Regions from separate parts of the Zea mays genome. Here region 1 is linked to region 2. The links are chromatin contacts, called in public Hi-C maps. All regions are on one chromosome and are shown on one strand. The core of a region is the stretch at or near the end of the contact, and the rest is flanking DNA. Distances in the headings are between cores, read along the strand shown. Region 1 holds the start of LOC100276825. Region 2 holds the start of LOC100383632.

Region 1 (3,816 bases), core at 823-3,322, 130 kb before region 2:
GGTTCATCTAACCTTGGCGCTGTGTGGTCAGGATTCACAGTCCCATGAGATGGTCCCAACGGATTCCGTGATGGCGACAACTCGCCGACAGGGTCTTCTTCCGTATGTTTAGGCTTATTGCTATCTGGTGGCTGTGAAGGGCTGCTAACTTTTGGTCGCTTTGGTTTGATCCCAACAATGTTCTTCAAAAGATCTTGTTGCCTGTCCATAACGCAAGCACCCAAATCATAAGAACGAAAAGATATAGCTCATTTTGGGATATATATATAAAAGGAAAAGGTACTGTTAAAAGATGGAGGGCTGTCTTGAAGGCAGCTTACCTTATATCACTTTTAGGTTTAGGTTCAACACGAAGAGCCACAGGGACAGCAGGTGTAGAATCAGCTAAAATTGCTGCTTTGTAATGTCAGAGTTAAAGATAGCAAAGAGATAGCTTAGACCACATGTTTCTATTGCACTATTTGAACGGAAGGAAACTGAATTGTAAAGGTGCGAAAAGTTTCCAGAAAAGCTAACTGAACCATATTAATCAGACCGTATCATTAACTGTATAACAGGAAAAGCAAAGTTGTTGATGATTAATAAAGGATATCTTAAAAGCAGCAAATGCCCGCTTCTCAGTATGACGAAGAAGGCGCTCTGCATCTTCTTCAGCTTCCATTTGCTCTTTCAGGTAAAGCAAATCATCGCTGTCCAATGCTGAAGAACAAGGTTAACAAGGGAGCTACAAACTTTACAGGGGTCTTCCTATAAAAGAAGCATGAAATACCTCCTCGTCCGTGAAGGTAGCCTCCCCTATCACCAGCAACCTCTTGCATCTGTTGGTATCAACCACCGAGTAGAGAACCAAAATCCCTGTCAGGGCATGTTATAAGAACATTGTACACTGATACCTATTGGAAATGCTTAGTCATTTGATCAAGCATTTAAGTAAAAGCAAGGCATCCTCGTGTGACTAAAACCAACGAAAAATGTTATTTTACCAACAAAATAGCATTGTTCTGAAGAATGCTGCAGGACTGCAGCCTAAATCTTTTCACCACAAAGTCAACCGAAATGTATTTCTAGGATGCATGTCTAAAACAGAAACATCTACGAAGCATTTAGAAATCACAAATTGCTCAAATGCATGGATGGTTCGCTGAGACACAACATTGTCTCTTAGATCCAAAAGGTCTAGGCCTATTCTCACTGCATAAAGCCAACAAACTAACTACAGTTGCAAGCTGCATTTTTTGTCACAATTCAAATTGGTTCTTAACAGCCTCGTTAACATTCTGAAAGTTGGGCTCAGTAAAAACAACTCGAATCTACTGCCACCGTGCCCCTGCCTTATCTAACTTCTCCACTAGTCCTTGTAAAAATGAAAATAAAATAAACAGTACATGAAATCAGGTTCAACCTAGCATGTAGATCCATTCAACAATCCAAATTATTCACTGTGAGACTTGCACATAACTTAGTTATCAGCAGACAACAACACTAAATAGTAATTACCTCCTAATGCATAGATAACTTGTTGATAGTACCATTGCCATCCCCCACCCCCAAGGAAGAAACACCAGCGCAACATTTTTGACAGAAGTAGGTAGCTGGATGGCTAATTAAAATTTCGAAATGACTATATTGCTTAACACCTACATTTAATCCAGAAAAAATCCTAAAACGAGCATACATGTATGCAGTACAACAAAACAGTAAGCCGGAACAGACGTTGCATGACGATTCGGTCTAACCTTTGCAACCATGCGCTGGAAGGTGATGTCCTCATCGTCGATCTTATCCTTCCCTTTACCAAACTTCCTGTCTGCACATGCACGGAGCCAAACTCGGGAATTCGATGAGAACGCCCAACGGGGAAAACAGGGTAGGCAAATCGATAAATCAGTGGAAGGAGGCGCACACCTTTGGGGTCGCTGAGATTGGTGTACTCGCGGACCTCGCGCCCGGACATGGCTGAGGATGACGACGGGAGGACGCGAAACCCTAACCCTGGTTCCGAACGGAAGCTTCGAGACTAACCGCGGGGGTGCCTCCTGAGGCTGTTCTGTCGCTTGGGAGGCTGTTCTATCTGAGGATGGAGATTGTCAGATTGGACGATTGGAGAAGCGGAATCTCAATTCGCGTCGATCTGCTCTGGGCCTCGCGGAGCGGCAAGACTCTTGAGGGCTGGGCCCTGGGACCGAGGCCCAACTTGAATAGGTGAAACGCTAAAAATAAAATTTGCGATACTGTTATGAAATCACGATAGCTACAATACGAAACATGAACCAAAAGCAGGCTAAGAGCAAATCCAAAAGTCATTTTATATTATTTTAATTTATATAAATAAAGTTTTTTAAAAGAAATACATTAATAATTTATCTAAATGGTTGTATTTGTCAAATATAGTTATCTTTTATTCCGGATTTCTGTTAGATAAATGTAGAAAACATAAATAACTCTCTAAAGTGCAAACAAGATATAGAAAGATTATTAGAGATTAAAAAGTTATAAAAATAATTTTTATGTAAATCACTCTCTAAATAATAATTTAGAGTGAAATCTAAAAAAAACTTTTGAAGATGCTCATGTCACCTGTTAACTCGCCGTTGGATTAAGCGATCAAAAGATCTGATCCGTCCGATACGGGTTGGTTCAGGTCTCACCCGATTAAAGCATCCTGTTTGGACCCGTTTTTCTTTTTAAAAAGTTAAAATAATGTACAAGAGTTGAATAATGGTTGTTGGATCTAAACCCACGTTTATATCTATCTAGCCAACAAAACATATACCATATGTTTGGTTGGTTTAGAAGTCGAGCCAGGTCGGTATGAGTTTAGCCAGTTGAAAGAGAAATGTGCCGTTGGGTCATTTCTATAAGTATTTTGGTGATTAGATGTCCAACACATATTAATTAAGTTCTTATATGCTAAATTAGTGAGAAGTGCAAATCAAAGAACAAGGTATTCCCCTTAACCCCCTCCAATCCTCCCGAGATCCCCTTGTGACCAAATCAACCCTTAGTGAATTGTTTTTGAATACTAACATGTTTATCTAAGTGCTAGAAATAGTGCCAAGAAAAGAAGAAAGACGTTGGAAAAGAGTTGGCTATGTACAGTCAAAACCAGCTCGGGCCAGGCACACCGGACTGTCCGGTGCCCCAGGCTGGTCAACGGTGAACTGGCTGCTCTCGGGAAATGGCGAAGCGACGCGACTATAAATCACCGGACTGTCCGGTGCTGCACCGGACTGTCCGGTGAGTCATCTGCGCACGCGTCCAAGTCATCGGCGATGAACTCGTCGCTCTCGAGAAAAGAAAAAGGCGACGTGGCTATAATTCACCAGACTGTCCGGTGGTGCACCGGACTATCCGGTGAGTCAACGGCGCCAGCGGCCAACGGTCGTCCGCGCGATCAACGCGCGACACGTGGTCCGCGCCAACGGTCGGTTGGGCACACCGGACTGTCCGGTGTGCCAACGAGCCCGGAGGGCCAACGGTCGGTTGTGCCCTGTATGGAAGGAAATCGATCACCGGACTGCTACAGTGGTTGTCCGGTGATGCACCGGACTGTCCGATGCACCACTCGACAGAAGGTAAGAATTGTCTACCAAATTGATCTCCAACGGCTCCTAGCTGCCTTGGGGCTATAAAAGGGACCCCTTGGCGCATGTAGCAGAACACCAAGCATTCTCTAAGCATTCTAAGATTCCCAGACTCCGCCTCCACACATTTGATCGATTGTGTTAGTGATTTGAGCTCCGTTTGAGCTGTGAACTCACTGTGCTATGTTTCGAGCTTAAGTCTTGGCCTATGTGCGTGTGTGTGATGCAGATT
Region 2 (3,408 bases), core at 86-2,585:
CCGCTGGCACACCGGACAGTCCGGTGAATTATAGCGGACCGGTCTCCAGAATTCCCGAAGGTGAGCAGTTCGGAGTTGGAGTCCCTGGTGCACCGGACACTGTCCGGTGGCACACCGGACAGTCTGGTGCGCCAGACCAGGGCACACTTTGGCTGACTTGTGCTCTCTATATTTGAATCCTTTTTCGGTTTGTTTATTGGTTTGATGTGAACCTTTGGCACCTGTAGAACTCATAATCTAGAGCAAACTAGTTAGTCCAATTATTTGTGTTGGGCAATTCAACCACCAAAATCAATTAGGAAAAGGTGTAAGACTATTTCCCTTTCACCCGTATAGCAGCTGTCTCTTGCATGAGAGTCCAGTTTCTTTACTTTTTGATCTTTCTCTCCTCCACATAAGCAAAAATGTCATGTAAACAGACTTAGAGCCCATTATTATACTTGCTCTGAGGAGTTTACAAGAGCTCGTTTTCACACAACTCTCTATATACTTAGGGCATGTACAACCTAGACATTGTGGTGCAGTTTTTAAATAGAAGACACGACCAAGACACTATAGGTACAATGAGGTGTATCTAAATGTTATGTCTTATTTAGAAAAATATCTAAGACATGACCTATTTATGTGAGTTGTACTAGTGAGGTTGCGTCTTGCTTAAAAAACTGAGCCAGATGTGTGTTTTCATGAAGACATGATGTCTTTGTTTTTTACACTTACCCCTTAGACACACCTCAAGATACGATGCATTAAAATGCTTTGTACACGTCCTTAGAAAACGCATCCAAAGTTTGTGTACTTACGCTTAGGTTACTCCCAAACCATAATATCACTACATATTAAATACATGCCACATAAGTATTTTTGATGATATGACAAGATAGTTAAGATGAAAGAGAATTATGTATCTTAAAAGAGATAATACTTAGGCACGAGATAATATACATTAAAACTTTAACCATCCAAATGACAACATATAACAGAATGGAAATAGCCTTAGTTGGCTTCTTCAAAAGAATTCTACAAAATATTTTGGAGTGTTTATTTAGAATTATAATTTGCCCAAATTATATAATTTAACAATTTTTAAACCTCAAACAAACGTCCCCTTTGTAGGGTAGCTGAGCCCGTGTTGGAGGAGCTAGGGGTTGTTTGGTTTGATGCCTAAGACGCCACAATGTGCCAAACTTTTCTGCCTAACCTTAGTTCTTCAATTCGAGCGCCTAAGGTTAGGCAGATTGTGGCGCCTTAGGTAGGAAACCAAACATGCCCCTAGCCTCTCACCATACCAAACACCCCTCTAGAGCGGCGAACCGGCTCCCAGACTCCCAGTCCTTGTTTCGTCGACAAGCCAGCAGCCCAGCACGCAAAGGGCACTGTGCCGTTACGGCGCGGCGGAGCCGGAAACTCCCGAGTCGCGTGACAGTAAACGAAGGCACGAACGCGACTCTTCCATCCAACTGTCGAAGCAACCGAATCGGGGACAACCGAGGGCGAGGGCGGCCGGCATGGGGATCGTGGAGGCGTGGATGCGGGAGAAGCCCATCCGCACATTCCTAGCCCGCCTCGCCCAGCGCCGGGCGGCGGCTGCCGCCGCCTTCCTCGCTTCCCCCTCTGCCACCACGGTCATCGATGGCGAGGGCGGCAGCGACGGGAGCATCCCGCAGCTTTCCTCCGTTGCCAACTCCGTCGTGTCCCGCTGCTCAAGGTAGCGTCTTCGTCTGACGCGAATATACTCCGCTAGGGGTTGGCTATAGAAGTTCGATGTGAGCTATCCACTGCTTATTCAGAGAATACACACGAATGTTTTTTTTTTTGTGATCGTGATTGGTGTGTTTACCACGGCTCCAAAGGATCGCACTAGAACTATACCCCAATGCAGCAGATTGCTGCTGTCCCCAAACTTAGATTGGTACTAGAAGTATAGAATTACAGTACAGAGAACCCCATTGGGCTATTGCTGGAAAAGATAGACCAATCTCAACATTTTGCTAGCCTCAGCATCAAGGGGGGTGTTTATTTGGGATAATAATCTGCCCAGATTATATAATCCAATATATTTTGAACTAAGTGCTAGTTCAAAATAAGCTGTGAACTAAGTGCTAGTTCAAAATAAGTTGGACTATATAATCTGGACAGATTATAATCTCAAACAAACACCCCCTAAATTGGTATATTCATCCTGTGCCAAGGTGTGCCAAGGTTTATTCTTCATATCAATTAGTGAAAGGAATGGAGAAACCAACATATTCTACTCGTCAACAATTATTCCTTACAGAAATCCAATAGGGTTGAAATTACCTATTGCTGGATATGTGCACTTCACATTTAAACTTGCCAAGTTCACACTAAATTTCAGCATGGAGTTTCTCATTAAGTTTGGGCATGTTGCGAGCGGAGGTAGAGGTACTTAAAGTGGGTACAATTAGACCAACTTAAGCTGAATTCATTTTTTAATATAAACCAATTCTATTCCAAGAAGTATGGCATAGTTAGCACTAATATTAAAATCGGCTCATGATCCTATATCCTCTCAAGTTCATATCTAATCATAACTTTGTTGTTGATGTGATTTTTCTTGGTTCCTGCCAAGATGCTCTGTTATGAAGTGAAAGTGCTTTGTTTTTTAACTTTAACAATTTCAGGATTCTTGCTCTTTCAATTGAGAACTTACAGCGAAGCTTTGAGACTGATTTTCCACACAGTTGTAATGAGGCTAATACATATGCAAGAGACCTTTTAGAGTATTGCTGCCATAAAGCTCTTCATGAAGTTACAACACGTCCAGATTATTTGGCCGATAAGAATCTTCGCCGCTTGATGTTTGATATGATGCTTGCATGGGAAACTCCAGGTGCTCAGGATGTGTCAGTAGATAATGTGAGAAATTTTCAAGGCTTTGTTCTTTTTAAGCAACCCATTTTAGCACCTTTTTAATCATATGGATATCTTTGAAAGGAAAAAGATCATGGCCATGTCTTCATTTTTCTTAGCCTTCACAGTGCTAAGTTATGTTTTTTCTCTCTTGCTGTTGTGGTCTTCAGGGTTCTATTGTGCGTGATTCCCTTGAGATTGAAGATGAGGATGAGGGGTCAATTTTTTATGCAAATTCCACAAGATTGGCTGCTCAAGTTAGTTCTCTACTGATAACCATATTTATTCTGTCGCAATACACATGATAATCTACTGTCGTTCATATTTAGGTTGATGACAAGAAGACAGTCGGGTTAAGTGCTTTTGCACGAATAGCACCTTCATGCCCAATAATAGCTGACCTGGTTACTGTACGCAATCTGTTTGACGCACTTACAAGTTCATCTGGAGGCCGATTGCATTTTCTTGTTTATGACAAGTATCTCAAGAGTTTAGACAGGTAATAAATAAATAAAACTTCTTAAAGTTTCAAAAAAA

What was found. Hi-C and Micro-C count contacts between places; a contact is called where the count stands out from the background.
Region 1: a contact with region 2 is called in a Hi-C map of ear, with 2.3 times the contacts expected there. The contact joins the promoter of LOC100276825 here to the promoter of LOC100383632 in region 2. A contact is called at or near these places in 4 of 25 Hi-C or Micro-C datasets (ear, endosperm, leaf and 1 more).

What each region holds. Positions count from the first base shown.
Region 1 is chr4:151,252,054-151,255,869 of Zm-B73-REFERENCE-NAM-5.0, reverse strand. LOC100276825 reads right to left here and starts at 2,072. Exons shown (of 6, transcript NM_001150534.3): 1 at 1,906-2,072; 2 at 1,737-1,807; 3 at 770-855; 4 at 593-699; 5 at 321-400; 6 at 1-201. The coding sequence starts at 818.
Region 2 is chr4:151,117,511-151,120,918 of Zm-B73-REFERENCE-NAM-5.0, reverse strand. LOC100383632 reads left to right here and starts at 1,335. Exons shown (of 10, transcript NM_001176280.1): 1 at 1,335-1,705; 2 at 2,643-2,877; 3 at 3,042-3,128; 4 at 3,201-3,370. The coding sequence starts at 1,506.